Linked DNA regions of Macaca fascicularis: region 2 is linked to region 1. A link is a contact called in public Hi-C data. All regions are on one chromosome and are shown on one strand. Each heading gives the region's core, a stretch centred on a gene start, on an enhancer-like site or on the middle of the called end of the contact. The rest is flanking DNA. Distances are from core to core; before and after follow the strand shown.

The links. A called contact is a pair of places that touch in the nucleus more often than the background predicts.
Region 2: a Hi-C map of liver shows a contact between it and region 1, with 3 times the contacts expected there. The contact joins the promoter of BAK1 here to the promoter of UQCC2 in region 1. A contact is called at or near these places in 2 of 2 Hi-C or Micro-C datasets (liver and skeletal muscle).

Annotation. Positions count from the first base shown.
Region 1 is chr4:137,977,480-137,982,680 of T2T-MFA8v1.1, reverse strand. It overlaps UQCC2 (ubiquinol-cytochrome c reductase complex assembly factor 2), which reads right to left and starts at 2,085. Exons shown (of 4, transcript XM_005553282.4): 1 at 1,938-2,085. The coding sequence starts at 2,075.
Region 2 is chr4:138,114,161-138,119,486 of T2T-MFA8v1.1, reverse strand. BAK1 (BCL2 antagonist/killer 1) reads right to left here and starts at 1,539. Exons shown (of 7, transcript XR_012433899.1): 1 at 1,305-1,539. It also overlaps the pseudogene LOC102144173.

The sequences.
Region 1 (5,201 bases), core at 836-3,335:
CCATGAACAATGGGAGGGCCCTGGGTATTGTATAACCTGGGCCAGACACTCCCCAGGCTGTCAGCCAATCAGCAGTCCAGTCACAATGATGCCACTGGGCGTGCTCCTGCTCCTTTAGGTGGGCTGGCTTGGCTCTGTTTCGGGCTAAGCTAAAAAAAAAAAAAAAAAAAAAAAAAAGACCATGTTCCTTCTTTGACAGGTCTTGGCCAAGTTTCGCAAGTCATTTCTTCAGACTGTGTGTGTATGTATCTCATTTCATTTCTGGTCTCTTGCCCGAGCCCCAAGCTCAAATATAGCACGCCTACTTGACATTGCCACTAGGAAATCAGTGTACTTGGCATCTCAGGTTTAACCTGCTTAACACCGAACTCAAGATATTCTTCCTACACTTCACCTATTCCTGCCTCAGTAAATGGCACCATCTTAGACCTAGATGCTCAGGCCAAAAAAAATCTAGGTGCTATCTTTGGTTCCTCTCTTTTCCTTTATCCCACATCCCACATATCAGCAAGTCCTGCTGACTCAACCTGCACATAACCTGAATCCAGCCACTCCCATCTTCTGTGCTGCCATCCTCATCCAACCCCCCACCATCGCTCGCTTATAGTACCATAATCGGCTTCTCTCCAGCCGCCTTGCTTTTTTGTTATTGCCCCCTATAGCCCACTCACCACATAGAATCAGAATAGTCTTAAAAAAAGTAAATTAGGGCACATCAGTCCCCTCACTAAACATCCCCAGTGACTTCTCACTGGCCTTACAATGAGGTCTAACAGCTAATCAGAGCAGATAATATGCTACTGTGTCTGGCTCCTGACCTCCACCTTAGCAAACTCCACCTTACTCACTACCCTGCAGCCATTCTGGCTTTCTTTCTGTCCTGGAACATGTCAATCTGCCTCCTGCCTTTGGGCATGCGCAGTGTCTGGAATGTCCTTCCCGCCAAGTGTACATGGCTGGCTCATCCTCTTGCCTTAGGTCTTACCTATGTGTCATCTCCTCAGAAAGACCCGACTAATAACATTACTCTTTTATCATGCTACCCTATTTTCTATTGATCACAGTACTTATCTGTCTTATGTAGACCTACTTGTTTATTGTGTCCTGAACTACAATGTAAAACTTCATGCGGGCAGGACTTCACCTGTTTTACACTGCTGTTTCCCTAGCACTGCTCCAGGCATATGGTAGGTGCTCAATAAATACGAGCTATATGAACGAATGAATCGCAGAGCTGCAGCGCCAACCTGGAGGAGAGCAAGAACGTAGGCCTACTACTCACACACAGCTACATGAGCTGAGGACCCAAACCTGCTGCACAGGCTTACAGGGCTCAGGAAGAACGCAAACGCTTAGCCGGGACCTGCAGTTTACTGGGGATTAGCTCAGTCAATACACAACACTGCGAGATAATGAGGTAACGTTACCGTGACACGGGAGCAAAAAGCTGAGGCTGTCACCAGCTGCCACTGGTGTTGTGGATCTCAACTGTCTGCACCTTGAATCACCTGGAGAGCTTTTAAAACACTGAGGTCAAGATCCCACCCCTAGAGATTCTGTATCTTAAGTTTTTGTTTGTTTTTTGATTTGCGGAGACGGAGTCCCACTATGTTGCCCAGGCTGACCTCCTGGGCTCAAGCGATCCTCCCGCCTCCGCCTCTCAGAGTGCTGGGATTATAGGTGTGAACCACCGCGCCCGGCCCATCTGGAGTTTTAAAAAAGCTTCCTCGGCAATTCCAAAGTGCAGCGGGGGGAGAGCGCTGAGTAGAAAGAGCGTAGCTCTCAGTAGCTCCCTGGGGAGAAACGGGGGTCTGCGCTCACGTGCGGCCTGGAAGGAGGACGCGCGCATGCGCAGATCCCGCTGATAGCGCGCTAGCTGGCCCCGCCCCTGCCTCGTCCTTTCCTCCCCTCGTCCCAGCCGCCTCCCCGCCGGTCACCTGGGTATTCTCTCCCTCCCGAAAGGCCTGTGCTACCCGCTGTCGCAGGTAAGCGCCCAAGTCCCGGCCCCGTTTGGTCTCGTCCACTGGCCATTCCTCACAGAGCTTAAGAAAACGCCGGTACCGGCTGGCCGCCATTTTGGGCCCCGTGTGTTCCCGCCTTAGGGGGAGGAGTCGCCGCCAATGGATGGTACTTGCGCACTAAGTCTCGCCGCCTTAGGAGTGGGGCGGGAGGCCGAAGTGGGCATGCGCGACTTTGCAGGCGCCCAGTTACTCTCCGGGTAGGGGCGCTGCTCGCCTTTCTCTGCAAAGCGAGCTAATTCAGTCGTCCTCCTCCTGGAACCGGCCCAGCTCCCAGGGGCAAGGCGGACGTGGAGTACCTGAGGGACAGCTTTGCTTCTCTTTTTCAATGACTGCACAAGCTTGAGACTAAAAAACCCTCCTCCGAGGCCTCCGCTGTTTTGCATAAACCAATACATTTGCATGTAAATACAGGTTACTGGATGAAGATGTGTTTGAACGTTGTTCGTGTGTGCCCCTGTACTTGTCACTATCCCTTGGTACTCTGCCGCAGTTCCTTCTTTAGTGCTTCCTAGTTCTTGTTCCTCTCTGCCCAGTCCCTGCTAGTATCCCTTCTGTTCCCCCCTTCCTACCCCTCATAAGCCAAACATTTTTCTCTGGGAGGCCCAGGTTTTCTAGAATGAGCAATGCGAACTGGGTTGATTCAGAAAAACTGTTTTTTTGTTTTTTTTTTTTACAATTTATTAATTTTGTATTGTGGTAAAATACGCATAACAAAATTTACTATCTTAACCATTTTGTTTTAGACAAGGTCTTGCTATGTGGCCCAGGCTGGTCTCAAACTCCTGGGCTCAAGTGATCCTCCCACCTTGGCCTCCCAAAGTGCTGGGATTACAGGTGTGAGCCACCACACCTGGCCTTAACCTTTTTTTTTTTGAGATAGAGTCTTGCTCTGTCACCCAGACTGGAGTGCAGTGAATGGCGCAACCTCTGCCTCCCGGGTTCAAGTGATTCTCCTGTCTCAGCCTCCGGAGTAGCCGGGATTATAGGCGGCCCGCCACCATGCCCGGCTATGTTTTGTATTTTTAGTAGGGATGGCGTTTTGCCATGTTGGCCAGACTGGTCTGGAACTCCTGACCTCAGGTGATCCGCCTGCCTCGGCCTCCCAAAGTGCTGGGATTACAGGAGTGAGCCACGGTGCCCGGCCAGCCATTTTTAAGTGTACAGTTCATAGGTATGAAATAGCACTGAATAATATTGTGCAGCCATCACACCATCTCCCTAACTCTTGTAAAACTGAAACTCTATACTCATTGAACAATAAATCCCCATTCCCCCCTCTCCCCCCAGCCCCTGGCAACGACCGTTCTATTTTGTCTGTATGATTTTGACTACTCTAGGTACCTCATGTAAGTGGAATCCTGCAATATTTTTGCGACTGGCTTATTTTGCTTAGCATAATATCTTCACCTCAAGGTTCATTCATTTTGTAGTATATGTCAGAATTTCCTTCCTTTTTAAGGCTGAGTAATACTCCGTTGCGTGTATGTCCTACATTTTGTTTATGCATCCATTGATAGACACTTAGGTTGCCTCCATGTTTTAGCTCTTGTGAGTAATGCTGCTATGAACATGGATGTACAGACATCTCAAGACTTTGCTTTCAACTCTTTTGGTATATACCCAGAAGTGGAATTGCTGGATCATATGGTAATTCTATTTTAAGTTTTTTGAGGAACTGCCATACTGTCTTCCACAGCAGCTGCACCATTTTACACTCCCACCACCAGTGCACAAGGGTTCCAATTTCTCCACATCCTTACCAACATTTGTTATTTTCTGGTTTTTTGATAGTAACCATCGTAATGGGTGAGAGCTGTATCTCAATGTAGCTTTGAGTTGTGTTTCTCTAATGATTAGTGATATTGAGTATCTTTTTATGTGCTTAGCCATTTGTATATCTTCAGAGAAATACCTGTTCAAGTCCTTTACCTGTTTTTAATCGGGTTTTTTTTTGTTGTTGTTGTTATTGAGTTTTAGGAGTTCTTTGTATATTCCAGATATTAATTCCTTGACAGCTATGTGATTTCAAAATACTTTCTCCCGTTAAAATGTGTTTGTTTTACCAAGTCTTCTCTTATATGTCTCTAGCTACATCACCATGTGAACTGATTTTTGTTCTCAAAAGACTGTCCCACCATCTGCATTTTTCATAAGGAAGCCTCAGTGTATCTCTACTGTCCTGTATTTAGCCAAGACCATCCAATGTGTACAAAACTTTGCTTCCTCCAAACCTTTTCCTTCTTGCCCTACCTACATTTTAAAGGTAAATCTAGGAGAGTCCTGCCTTCAAGAAGTTGACAGCCAAGTCTGGGAATGTGTACATAACCAGGACATAAAGTTACAGATGACAAGAGCTTTAACTGAAGTGTTAGACAATGCTAGAAAGTTTGGAGAAACACAGGCCTGCTGTTCAGAGGAGAGTGGGAGAAGATCAGGGATGGCTCCAAGAATAACCAGAGGCAGGCCTGGGGTGGCAGTGGGAAAGAGAGGGAGGAGTTTAATTTGAGGAAAGATCAGTGGGTGATTTTAACTGGAATGACTTTAACTGTTCCGAAGATGTTAAGAGTAAACCACTGAAGGAAAACCTCTGGGGACCAGAATGTGTGATGCCCGCCTGAGGTAAGGAGAGGTCAGGGGGAGTGGAAAATGAGGCGCCCAAGGACACCTCCTCCAGAAAGCTCCCCTGATTAACCTCCCCAGGTTCCCAGCCCAACAGTCTCTCCCTGCTCCATCCTCACCTCATAGCCATGTAGTTTTGATGACAGCCCTGAGGTACAAAGGACAAGAATTGTATCTGTTATCAAAGTCCAGGCACCTAGGGCTGTGCTGGCTGCCCCGAGGTGCTCTCATAGCTGTAACTTTAAAGAGCACCTGGCTGGTCCACATCTGTCCTGGAAGGCAGGGCCAAGGTCCCTCTGTCTTAGGCAACCAAAAAGTAACATTAGGTGGCAGCAAATGGTTTTCATGCTGCTTGAGGTGCAAGGACAATGAGAGGTTGAGAAGAACGCTGGGCTCCAGAGGAAGCGCAAACAGATGCTTCCTCTTAAGGTGCTCCCTTCCCCTGTACCCTAGCTTCTTCTCGCTCAGGCTGTGATAGTCCCTGGTTCTGACTGCCCTGCCCACCTCTTTTCCTCCATATGGAAGCTTGTTTGGTATGGTGGTTAAGTAGTAGGGTTTTGG
Region 2 (5,326 bases), core at 290-2,789, 140 kb before region 1:
TGTGACCCCTCATCAGGGCGTTTCCTGGATGTCAGCTGTTTCACTTTCAGTTTGCACCCCTCCCAGAGCCCCATTTCCCCAGGCACCCTCCGGCCCTCAGAAGGAAAGCGCCCTCCTCCTATCTCAGAGGCAGGGGGTGTGCAGCCCCACCCTGGGCCAAGCACACAGCCCCACCCCCACCGCCCAGGGCCTGGGGACCTTCGCCCACCCTCCTTCCGCTAGGCCTGGGAGTGTTTTCGAAACTGCCCCAAGAGCTCTCGAGAAGGGGTGGAGGAGGACTGGACCACCTGTGCCCTCACCCAGCTCCCCACTCCTTGCTCTGCCGGACACGGACAGGGCGAAGGCAGACTCTCCTTTCCTCCACCTCTAGGGGCAAGGCCTTGTTAAAACAGAACTTTGCAGCCGGGCACAGTGGCCCACGAGGTCAGGAGTTCAAGACCAGCCTGGCCAACATAATGAAACGCCGTCTCTACTAAAAATACAAAAATTAGCTGGGCATGGTGGCGCACGCCTGTAGTCCCAACTACTCGGGAGGCTGAGGCAGGAGAATCGGTTGAACCTGGGAGGCAGAGGTTGCAGTGAGCCGAAATCGCGCCACTGCACTCGACCCTGGGCAACAGAGTGAGACTCTGTCTCAAAAAACAAAAAATAAAACCCCCACCCCCCCGGAGCTCCTTAAATAAGATGGCCTTCCTTCTTCCCCAGTCTCCAGAACCCAGCACCCTCAGGACAGTAGGGCCAGAGGATGCTGACGGCACCCCCAACTCCCTCTACCAACAACCCAGGCTCCTGAGGGGAGCAGGTAGAGCCTCAGGACACCCCCCAAGGCCAGCAACCTATGCTGACTCAGGCCTAGCTCTGTCCCCCAATCCAAGTGGCCTAAATTCCCGGTGAGGGGAGCCACCCCCGACTTCCTGGGCTTGCTGGGCCCTGATGAATGTTCCCCAGGGATACATGCCTGGCCAGGCCCTGGACCCAGTCTAGGGATGTTGGGCAGCAGGAAGCGCTGAGAAAGTTCTCTCTCTGCCCTTGACCTTGGCTCTGACCTCCACCCCCATCTCCCAGACTGTTAAAGGACCCAGTTCTCACAGTTCTCCGGCATCCAGGGCTGGGGCAAGAGGGGAAGCTGTGAGGGGCAGCCAGAAGTAGGCTTGCCACGATCAGGTCCCCAGCCGGGCAGGCGGACCTGCCCAGGTAAGCTTTGAGCTTCCCCTTCCCCACCCGGCTCCTGGCAGGCTCCCTGCCCCACCCTGGGGCTGGGGCTGCTGAGATTTGGGAGGACGGGCAGGACCCTTCCAGCTTACCTGCCAGGATCCTGGCCCAACCCGGGTGGCTCAGCAGGGCAGAGAGAGAGGTCCCGAGGGGCTGGCGGCTGCTGCTCCCAGGGGCTGAGTGGGAGCTCGGCTTCCAGGAACAGGCGTCAGTGCATTCCTGGCATCTGGATGTAGCCTTTGCTTGTCCCTGTGCTGCCTGAGGGACCCGCGAGACTCCAGTGATCATAGAGGTGCCAGCGGCAACCGGCTCCAATCAGCTCCCTCTAGAGGAAGTTGCTCTGTGGCCACCGGATGCAGACGCACAGGCCTGCAGCCCGGAGGGGTGATCTGGGTGGGCCAGGCCCAGGAGCAGCTCCCGCCCACTTTCCCCACCCCACCTCCCAGCCAGGCAGAGCGGCTGTCAGTGGCCCACTGCTTTTCCCATCCCTGATTCTCAATCCTTGTCTTTGATCTTCTCCCCCATCTCTACATCAATCAATACCAATAAAAAACCCAGGGTGAGAAGTTTCTTAAGCACTGCTGCATGCCTGGCACTTTAGCAACTATTGTCTCGTTGGATCTTCTCAACAACTCTTGTAAGTGAGTGCTGTTGACAATACCCATTCAGATGAACAAACAGAGGCTCAGCTGGTTTAAGGTGCTCTCTAAAGGTCACTGAGCTGGGTTAATAATCAGTTCTGGGCCGGGCGTGGTGGCTCATGCCTGTAATCCCAGCACTTGGGGAGGCTGAGGCGGGCGGATCACTAGGTCAAGAGATTGAGACCATTCTGGCTAACAAAATCAGCTGGGCGTGGTGGGCGGGTGCCTGTAATCCCAGCTACTTAGAAGTCTGAGGCAGGAGAATCGCTTGAACCCGGGAGGCGGAGGTTGCAGTGAGCCAGGATCGCACCATTGGACTCTAGCCCGGGGGACGGTGCAAGACTCCATCTCAAAAAAAAAAAAAAAAAAAAAAAAATAGTAATAATCAGTTCGGGCCGGGCGCGGTGGCTCAAGCCTGTAATCCCAGCACTTTGGGAGGCCGAGACGGGCGGATCATGAGGTCAGGAGATCGAGACCATACTGGCTAACACGGTGAAACCCCATCTCTACTAAAATACAAAAAAAATTAGCCGGGCGAGGTGGCGGTTGCCTGTACTCCCAGCTACTCGGGAGGCTGAGGCAGGAGAATGGCGTGAACCCGGGAGGCGGGGCTTGCAGTGAGCTGAGATCCAGCCACTGCACTCCAGCCTGGGCAACAGAGCCAGACTCCGTCTCAAAAAAAAAAAAAAAAAAAAATCAGTTCTGTAGTCGCGTTGGGGAATACTAATACTAAATTGAGATTCAACCTGCAATTCAGACCTGTGCACCATGCACCTTGGTGGTCTCTGGAGATCTGAAATCCTGAAGGTGATAGTGAAGTAAACGGAGATTAAAACTCAATAGAGGCCGGGCACGGTGGCTCACGCCTGTAATCCCAACACTTTGGAAGGCCGAGGTGGGAGGATTACTTGACCCCAGGAGTTCAAGACCAGCCTGGGCAACAAAGGGAGACCATGTCTCTACAGAAAAAAAAATTAAAAACTAGCTGGGTATGGTGGTTCACACCTGTGCGTGTGGTGGTCCCAGCTACCTAGGATACTGAGGCAGGAGGATCACCTGAGCTGCGGAAGTTGAGGCTGCAGTGAGCCATGTTTGCACCACTGCATTCCAGCCTGGGTGACAGAGCAAGACCCTGTCTCAACAACAACAACAAAAAAGGCAGCCAGCTGTGGTGTGTCACGCCTATAATCCCATCACCCCTCCAGGCTGCCTATAATCCCATCCCAGCCATTTGGGAGGCCAAGGCAAGAGAATCGCTTGAGGCCAGGTGCAGGAGTTCCAGGCCAGCCTGGGCAACAGCAATACCCTGCTTATATGGAAAAAAAAAAATTAGCAAAGCATGGTGGTGTATGCCTGTGGTCTTAACTACTGGGGAGGCTGAGGTGGGAGGATTGCTTGAGCCCAGGAGGTTGAGGCTGCAGTGAGCTGTGATCGTACCAGGGCAACAGAGGGAGAGTTCTGTCTAAAAAAAAAAAAAGGCCGGGCATGGTGGCTCCCGCCTGTAATCCCAGCACCTTGGGAGCCCTAGGCAGGCAGATCACCTGAGGCCAGGAGTTCAAGACCAGCTTGCCCAACACAGCGAAACCCTGTCTCTTTTAAAAATACAAAAAAGGGAGGCCGAGGCAGGCGGATCACGAGGTCAGGATATCGAGACCATCCTGGCTAACATGGTGAAATCCCCATCTCTACTAAAAATACAAAAAAATTAGCCAGGCATGGTGGCGGGTGCCTGTAGTCCCAGCTACACGGGAGGCTGAGGCAGGAGAATGGCGTGAACCCAGGAGGCGGAGTTTGCGGTGAGCCAAGATCACGCCACTGCACTCTGGCCTGGGCAGCAGAATGGCAACAGAATGAGACTCTGTTTAAAAAAAAAAAAAAATGGTCAGGTGCAGTGGTTCACGCCTGTAATCCCAGCACTTTGGGAGGCCGAGGCTGGCGGATCACCTGAGGTTGGAAGTTTGAGACCAGCCTGACCAACATGGAGAAACCCCATCCCTATTAAAAATACAAAATTAGCCTGGCGTGGTGGCACATACCTGTAATCCTAGCTACTCAGGAGACTGAGGCAGGAGACTCGCTTGAACCCGGGAGGCAGAGTTGCGGTGAGCTGCGATTGAGCCATTGCACTCCAGCCTGGTCAACAAGAGCGAAACTCCATCACACACACAAATAAAAGGCGGGCATGGTGGCGTGCACTTATAATCCCAGCTACTTGGGAGGTTGAGGCAGGAGAATCACTTGAACCCGGGAGGCGGAGGTGGCAGTGAGCTGAGATTGCACCACTGCACTCCAGCCTGGGTGACAAGAACGAAACCCTGTCTCAAAAAAATAAAATTAAAATAGGGTTGGGTGCGGTGGCTCACACTTGTAATCCCAGCATTTTGGGAAGCCAAGGCAGGTGGGTCACGAGGTCAAGAGATCGAGACCTTCCTGGCCAACATGGTGAAACCCCGTCTCTACTAAAAATACAAAAATTAGCCGGGCGTGGTGGTAGGCGCCTGTAGTCCCAGCTACTCAGGAGGCTGAGGCAGGAGAATCGCTTGAAGCTGGGAGGCGGAGGTTGCAGTGAGCCAAGATCGTGCCACTGCACTCCTACCTGGAGACAGAGCTAGACTCCATCTCAAAAAATTAAAAATAAAAATAAAAACAACTAAATAAATAGACTTAGCGGGGTCTGTGCTACCACCTGGACACATAAAACCTGGATGCTAAGAGGGAAGACATACTGTCTGGCTGCTGGGAGTGTTCTTGAGGACAGAACAAACCCAAGAAGGACAGAGGTGTGTGCAGTCCTCGACAGCCCCCTGCCCTCAGGGTTCAGTTCCCTCCCTGCTTCTCCCTGTTTGCTCCCTGCCAAGCTTCCTGGGTCTCTCACATCTTCATCTCCCAAGTTTCCACCCCCTGTCCCCCAAACCCCGTGCCTCCCCCCTACACCTCCTTCCCTGTTTCATCAAACCCCTGCCCCCTCTACCTCCAACTAATCTCCCCCAACCCCCCGTCTTCGCCCATCTTTGCCTTCCAGAATTCCGGGAAGTTTCCAACTGGAGGTTTTAATCTGAAAACTCCTCCTGTTCTTAAGCAGTTGGTCCTGGGGTGGCTGCTACAGGATCTGCGTTGGGGACCTTATCAGGATTGAGGCCCCAGCTCCGAAGCCCCAATCACAAATTTCGGGGTGCTCCTCCATGTTCCACTTTTTCCATTCCCTCGTGGGGAGCAAGGACAGTCCGAGGAGCTCTGATACAGCCCTGGCGGGAGCCCAGGCACTCCCCTTGCCAGACCAGGGTGCCATTTCCCTGATGATGAGCTGAGCGGGATGTAACGGGGGGAGGGGGCTGGGACCATCTGCCTTGCGGCCCCATGCCTTCTCTGTGGCCGTACCCAGGGGCTTCTCACAACTGTCACGGCAGCATCCTCAAAGCTGGGCATGGGGGGTATGGGGACCTACACCCGCAAGAGCAAGAAGGCCTGGGGTG